Linked DNA regions of Lactuca sativa: region 1 is linked to region 2. A link is a contact called in public Hi-C data. All regions are on one chromosome and are shown on one strand. The core of a region is the stretch at or near the end of the contact, and the rest is flanking DNA. Distances in the headings are between cores, read along the strand shown.

What was found. A called contact is a pair of places that touch in the nucleus more often than the background predicts.
Region 1: a Hi-C map of leaf shows a contact between it and region 2, with 9 times the contacts expected there. The contact joins the promoter of LOC111905636 here to the promoter of LOC111905634 in region 2. A contact is called at or near these places in 3 of 4 Hi-C or Micro-C datasets (leaf and seed).

The regions. Positions count from the first base shown.
Region 1 is chr8:230,127,138-230,131,379 of Lsat_Salinas_v11, forward strand. It overlaps LOC111905636, which reads right to left and starts at 2,184. Exons shown (of 8, transcript XM_023901327.3): 1 at 1,810-2,184; 2 at 1,480-1,620; 3 at 1,271-1,363; 4 at 1,046-1,172; 5 at 846-955; 6 at 306-386. The coding sequence starts at 2,163.
Region 2 is chr8:229,896,121-229,900,269 of Lsat_Salinas_v11, forward strand. LOC111905634 (E3 ubiquitin-protein ligase RMA1H1) reads right to left here and starts at 1,345. Exons shown (of 2, transcript XM_023901324.2): 1 at 1,187-1,345.

The sequences.
Region 1 (4,242 bases), core at 934-3,433, 230 kb after region 2:
TTTGGTCCCTGTCTTACCTAAAAAAACTATTTTGCCCTTGATTTTTTAATTTATTTAAATAAACCCCTAACCCCAACCCCCCCCCCCCCACCTTACTTTACCTATCCCACCATTTTTCCCTATTTAAATATTAGTCTTTTTAGGTAAGACAAGAACCAAACACGTAACAAAAACAAACAATAAGGACCTTCTGAGTTAAAAAAACAAGTTAGGGACCAAGCACGCAAATTACCCCAAACCATAGGGACCATTCGTGTAATTTACTCTTTTAAGTAAATTAAAATGGGTCCCACAAAATCAATTACCTTCAAACGCCTAAACATTGCAGCGGAATTGCTCCACGTACCATCAATCAAGATAAAGTTCATTATTTCACTCGAATTTGTCTGTATAAAAATCGAGCATTTTATCACTTTATGGTTAAATGCAAGAAATAGCAATGTTATAGCATTCTATCTAATTATAGAAAGAAAAAAATCCATTGCTATAATAAAGTAAACTTTTCAAAGTATAATAAGAAAAATAAATTTTGAAAGTACAATTTGTAAACTTGTAATAAAAAGAAACAAAAGTATTGATGACAATGACATTATACAAAAATAAATGAAAGAACATTGTCATTTCATGCATTATTTACTATTTAGCCCTTCTTTCCCTATAAATGATCAATTAAATATGACACACCCTTAATTGAGAATTCTCATTTCTCTTACTTCTCTCTTTTAACTTTTAAGTCATTCTTAAAAGGAAACACAAACATATAGCTTACCCAATTAACTCATATTCCCATTAAGTCCATTAAATAAAATAAAAATAAAATATCAAAAGGATTAAAGTGAAAGTACCGAATGTTGTTCATGAAGAAAACTTGTTGACATATTTCCATTAAAGCTATCTTCAACAGACTTTGTAGGTGCATTCTTATTTGGATAAAGACACCAAACATTATTTCTCCCTGAAATTTTTTGTTTCTAAATTATAAGTAAAACATTGAAATATAAATAGTTTTTATTCTTATTGAAGTGGAAGATCAATAAGAAGAAACCTGAATGCATGAATGCTTTCCACATTATTTCTTCATGTTCAGCTATCCCATATATGCATAATGTGGCTGAATTAATGCCAAATACTTGCCATAATAACTTCCCTGTGTTGTTTTGCCTCAAGAAATCCTACAAAAGTAACAAGATCATCTCAAATTACTAAAAAGAAACAATCAATTTGCTATAAAAAAAATCGGTGAATAGTGATTAGTGTATTATGTATATACCTTTGGATGCATATATAACCAAAACCGCATCCTATGCCAAAGAGAACAAGGCACAACACTCAAACACATGCAATCTTCAAGAGGAAGCCAACACTGTAATAATTCGATTAAAACCACAAAAGATACAGACTTGTTTTTCTAAGAAAATCAAAGATGATATAAGACGATTAGGAGAGACTATAGCTATGGAAGTGAATCGTATGATAAACCTTTTGGCAAAGGTAACCTCTGCTTCCGAGTAAACGACATGCTATTTGTCGAGCTGAAAAGAAATGGAGCTTTTGTTCAGAATCATCTAAAGCCCTGTATTTTGCTCTGTGTTTTTTATCTTCTTGTGTCTTGAAGTCCCCCTGAACATTAGCATAGTTACAACTTACACAAATCAATTTGCTCTAGAATGATTTTGGGTATTACATTGTGATGGATATAAGATAAGGCGTCGAAATATAAAACACCCGTCGTTCAGAATTGAACGAAAACTTGATTAAATTGATGATTTGTAATCGATAAAATGGAAATAGGGTTTGAATTCCTGATACCTTGAGCTTACCACCAAGTCCACCAAATTTCATCTGGGCATCGCTTTCTGTTTCTGAAACAATCATTTCCTCGACGATTTCCGCCACTTGTGTGGGTAATGGGGAATCAGTACCCCAAGCCTGCCATTCTTGTAGGCTAATAGTGATGGGTGACGTGGGTCTTGCTTCATTGATGTATCTTCCATGGTCTCCAGATGAAGGAGACGCATCGGCGGAAGAATCAATAGAGAGGGCACCGGAATAGACGGTGGTTGAGGGTGGCGCAGCCATGTAGGTGGTGGTGCGTAGAAAGGTGTATTTTGAGCATTTGAGTATGTTGAAGACCCTAAAGCTTGTAGCAGCAGAGGTGAACATGGTTTTGCTTTACTAGTTATTATTATTGGGTTTAAAGATTTGATTACTAGACTATCAAAAGACCCAAGGCCCAGCTAGGACACCCATATTGTTTACAATCTCAAGTTCTCAACCCATGACATCATCATTGCCTCATCATGGGTAAGCAAAGAGGGTTTTTAATCCGGCTTGGAAATGGGTTAAATTTTTATTTGGATCTAATGTTATTAAAACGTTTTTAAAATTTTGTTGGTTTTTGCTTAAAGTTTGATTTTATGTGCTAATTTGTTAGTTTTTAGCTTCTAGCTGGTTTTTTCCTTTAAAAGTCAGTCATTCTTACCTCATTGGACGAAGATGTTGAATGGGTTGCCAAGTTAGTATCAATGACTCGTGTCTTCAAGAGAAAAGGGGGAATAGAATGGGGGCATGGGGGTATTCGAACTTGGGTCTCCCATTGGGAGCTTTAACCGCCAAAATAGGACTTTTATGTATTCACTTCGAACTTAATCTATTTAACGTGTATCTTTCTGGAACTTTTAAATAATAGGTATTATTATTATTATTATTATTATTATTATTATTATTATTGTTATTGTTATGAACTTATACATATATTATTAAATATGTTCTTAAATGTGTAAATATATTTTTAAACGTATAAATATAATTTTAAAGGTATTTATATATTTAGAAAACGAATTTATATATTTAAAAAGTATGTAGACATTTAACAATGCATTTTATATTTGAAAGTGTATGTATACTTTCAAAATACATATTTAAACGTGTAAAACTTTTTTATACATATAAACATGCATCAAGACGTTTTATATGTATTTAAACATATAAAAATATTTTTTGTACATATAAAAATATATCAAGACGTTTTATATGTATTCATATGGATACATTATGTATAAAGACATTTTTAAAAAGTTCATATGTATAAATTATGTATAAAGACCTTTTTAGTAAAATTATATGTATAAAAATATATAAAAAACAAATAGTTATATGCTTATATGTATAAACATATAAATATTTATATGGTACATATGTATAAATACATTTTTATATGTTTAAATACATACAAATAACATTTTAATACATATATAAACGTATAAATATATTTTTTATAAATAAAAAAAAAACGCATCAGTAAGTTTTTATACGTAATTATATGTATACGTTATGTATAAAGGTGATTTTTGCTTATTTATATGTATAAAGACATATAAATAGTGTATTTAAACGTATTTAGTATATATATATATATATATATATATATATATATATATATATATATATATATATTTCATATAAAACATATTGTATACTTAAAAATATGAAACTACATTATAAATACATTCAAAGATATATCTATGCATTTATATATGTATAAAAAATGTTTATATATATATATATATATATATATATATATATATATATATATATATATATATATATATATATATATATATATATATATATATATATATATATATATATATATATCGTTTTTTTTGCTTATAAATAACATTTTTATACATATTTAGATGCATAAAAACGCTTTTCATACATATAAAGATACATCAATGTGTTTTTATAAAAAAAATACATATATACCTAATAAATATGTTAAAATACATTTTTATGCGGTATATATGTTTTTAAAAATAAAATATTACGATTTTCAATATATAACGCGCTCGAAAAAAATATAATAATAATAATAATAATAATAATAATAATACAAATAATAATAGTAATAATAACAACAATAACAACAACAACAACAACAATAATAATAATAATAATAATAATAATAATAATTGTTCCGGCATATAACACATAATGTATATTAAGTTATGAAATAAAACACAAAAATACTTCTAGCTTGCTATGGAAGTTGTTGCCAAAAGTGTAGGAGGCCAAGGTTCAAATCCTCATTGTATCTATTTTGTTCAAAAATTTCATTTTTCAATTGAAGGCACAACATACGTCAGCTCCTACTCAGCATCTTCCCTCCAATCAACTATGGATTGACCGGCAATAGAAGGTAAAGGAGCAAAATTGAACAATTTTTCCGGTATTTATGGC
Region 2 (4,149 bases), core at 95-2,594:
ATAAACTAGCATTACATTTGGTTGAATATAATAGAATAAACACGCCTAATGGACATGATATAAAAAATAAGTAATAGAATAAATTAGAATACTTCATGATAATGTTTTTGTTAAAAATGAATAATTTTTCATGCGAATAATATTGATTATTATGTTATCAACTAAATACAATGTACACTAAATACATTGTACAGGTTTCACATGATCCTATTATTTTTAGTAATAAATTATTTTATCTATAATATTAAAAAATATAACAACTCATCAAAAATCAAATAATATTATAATAGAAATACATACTTTAGTTCTTTTTAAAAGATAAAATCGATATGCTATTAAAATTATTTTTTTTTATTTATAAAAAGCACGTAAATAAAAATAGTGTTATATTCTAATTCTATTCATTTTTATTTCTCGTTCGATTTCAACCCTATATCTTTTAATTTCCTGTGACTTTTAAACTATTGCATAACATATCAAATCTCAAAAACAATAACAAAAATGAAATATAAGAATGTATATCATCACATATATGACGCAATTTTCCATTGTAGTTCATCTTTAAAAAAACACGGCTTACAAATATTAAAAAAAAAAAAAACGAATCAATTATTTCATAATAGATTATCAGACGAACCTTCTTGTTTGTAGTGAAAACGCCATTAAAGAGTTTGATGAGATAAGGACAATTCACCACATGCCATTAAATAGTTTGATTTTAAAATTCATGAGATACTAAATTAGGATTTATATAATATCATAACAAATTAACGACGTTAACTAGACAAGATGTCATATTTTTCTTAAATTTGTATCATACGCCAGAATACACCTTTTACCATAGGAATTAACAATCCTTGATATGAGTTATAATACTTTCAAATAATAAAAAATATATATATAAATAGATATCATACAAACTATTTCATTGCAAATTGCAGAAGGAACAAAAAAACCCTAAAACCCGAGCAAATTCAATCATAAATTCTTCATGAAATACCAAACAGTTTGCAAATCTGTAAAAAGTAACTTAAATCAACACATTGAGTCACTGTTTCAAAAACAGCGATGAATCAGAGATACAGAATTTCAATCTCTGTTTCAATATCTCGTCAAATTACAGATCTAAACAGCTTCGAAATCGAATAGAGTATAAAGAACTAATAGAAAAGGAAATTACACTCACCAATTAAACGCTGAATTTGAAATTATCTTTGAGATTGTAAATCGGTGAAACGGGATCCGATGAGAGAACTGTTTCTTGATGGAAATTGTGAGCTTCGAGTTGATGAGGAGAGTAGATGATGAGATGAAGTTGAATTATATATAGACACACAAAGTGGTGGTAAAATAAAATAAAATAAAAAGTAGAAAATAGAAAATTAATATATGCAGCATAAGAATGACGTGGCGTCGGTGTACTGTGCATCTACGTAAAACTGCCGATCTTATCCTTGACGACGTGGACTGTTTTTGCTTGCTACGTCTTTGAGCATTTAATAAGAGCCTTTTGGTAATAAATCACTGACATTTGATCATTATTTAAAAAGAAATGAATTTTAAAAATCTAGTTTGAACAGAGATCAGGTGAGTCATTATATTGAGGTGTCATAATGTTTAATATAATTTCTAGTTGGGGTTTTCTGTATGATGTATTAATCAAATTTGTTTTAAATAGATCGATTAAAGTGATTTGGAAGGTTAGTTTGATAGATTGAAGCCGAGCTTTTGTAACTTATAAAAGGTAAAATAAAAACTATTATTATTTTCTGTAGGGGGTAATATATTTTTGGAATTTTATATATTTGGTCACTGAGTTTTTTTTTTATTTATATTCGCCCTTTCAAATTGTCTAACTCTCCACATTCGATCATTATGACTAACTAATACAGGTAAGCCGAAAAATATGACTTAATATCATAATATATTTTTCACTTTATATACATTTAGTTCGTAAGTTTTTGGTACATTTAGTCCTTCATATTTTTTACAAAATAAATATTTGTTGTTTTGTACCCATTCACTATTTATGAACGGTTCTTTAAGGTTTTTATCAATACATCCTACATCAGACAATCATTAAGGATGTGTATGTTCATGTTTATGGTCATTACAACCTTAATTGTTTGTTGTTTATGTCTTGTGTTCTTAACATCGTAACTTCTTCATACGATCTCAAATTTTAATGATCATTATATCCATAAGTTCATATCTTAGTCTACTAAGATTTTCGTTTAGATTACTCCTATTAAAAAGTAATATATTTTACTTACGATTTTATAAAAAAAACGGTTCATATATATATATATATATATATATATATATATATATATATATATATATATATATATATATATATATATATATATATATATATATATATCGTAAGTAAAAATATATTATTTTTTAACGGGAGTAATCTAAATGAAAGTTGTAGTAGACTTAAATACGGACATTCAAAATACAAGACCTAAGCAACCAAACAGTTGAGGTCGCATTGGACATAAGCATCAACAGTTGCAAATACCTCAATAATAATTGTCCCACATAGAATATCATGAGAAAAACCTAAAGAACTCAGTTATAAGTACTAAATGTCTACAAAAACAACAATGATTTATTTTGTAACAAATAAAAAATTATTAAGGACTAAATGTGCAAAAAAAATATTAAGGACTAAATGTGTACAAAGTGAAAATTATATTACCCTATTAAGTGATTTTTTCCGATTACCGGGAGTAGCTAGTCATAAGAACTGAATGAGTACAATTAAACAAGTTGAATTGGCAAATATGGACGAAAAAAACTCAGTGATCAGATATATACAAATCGAAAAATATATTATCCTTTTAAGTCATTATCCCTTTCTTGAAGAGAAATAGTTGAAAAAAAAAGATCTCATATGGAATTACATTCCTTGATCACCAACTTAGTGTCTATTTTGGGTGTATTTGGCAAAAGTAGCCGGTAACGGGTAGATTATAACAGGTAGCGGGTAGCTTGTAGTATATTTTTAATGCTACGTGAAGTAATATTTGGATTTGGAGTGTTTTGTTCAAACTAAATGCTAGAAGTTTGTAATGTCAAACGAAATTATCTGTTCAAATCGGAGCACTTTGTCAAACACTAAAAGTTTAGGTATAATGCTTATTAATGTTAGATTATGTTTTTTTTTTTTTTTGTGCAAGCTTCAAAAACTACTTATTTCCGTTATCAATTATTTGGTTCAAAGAAAAGAAAAGACCAATTGTATTGAAACCTTGTTTAAAATAATTTTGACCCAACTTTGAAAAAACTATTTGATATTTTTGTGCTCCCAACATACCGAAATCCAAGATCCACCATTAGTTATGATATCTCAAATTTACAATTTAGAGAAACTATTAATGTTAGATTATGTTTTTTTATTGTTTAGTTATACTGCAAGTAAATGAGATTTTGGGTTTTGGGGAAAACGTGAGTTTGTGGCGTGTTAATAACATCTATTTTAATCATATAATTTTGTTGTTATCTTATTATTTTATCCTACGTTATGATATTATTAACACTTAATATCCTTAAATATGCTTATAATTATTATTTTATAGACATAATACGTTGCTAGACAAAAGAAAGCAAAAAGACTGAAAACGGAGTTTAATCGCAAGATGTTGGAAAAATATTGAATTACGGTAGGCGTGCTACGCGCATATATATATATATATATATATATATATATATATATATATATATATATATATATATATATATATATATATATATATATATATATATATATATATATATATATATATATATATATATATACACTAGGCGAATGTCCGCACGTTGCATAGAAACACCTATGTAGTTGAAGTCTTTACAAATATATGATTTTTTAAATATAAAAATAATGTTGTTGTTAAATTTGATATAATAATTTGTATATACTAAATTGATATAATATATTGATTATTTTGAACTATATGACAATATATACATTTATTATAACTTCATAATCACAATCGTTTGAATGACTTCTACCCGTAAGTTACATATGAATAAAATTAAATATAATATATGATTTGATGTTATTTATAATTGTTTTTATTGTTAATTAATTTTTTAAAATTTATTTGCTTAATATTTTAATTTCTATCATTATAACTA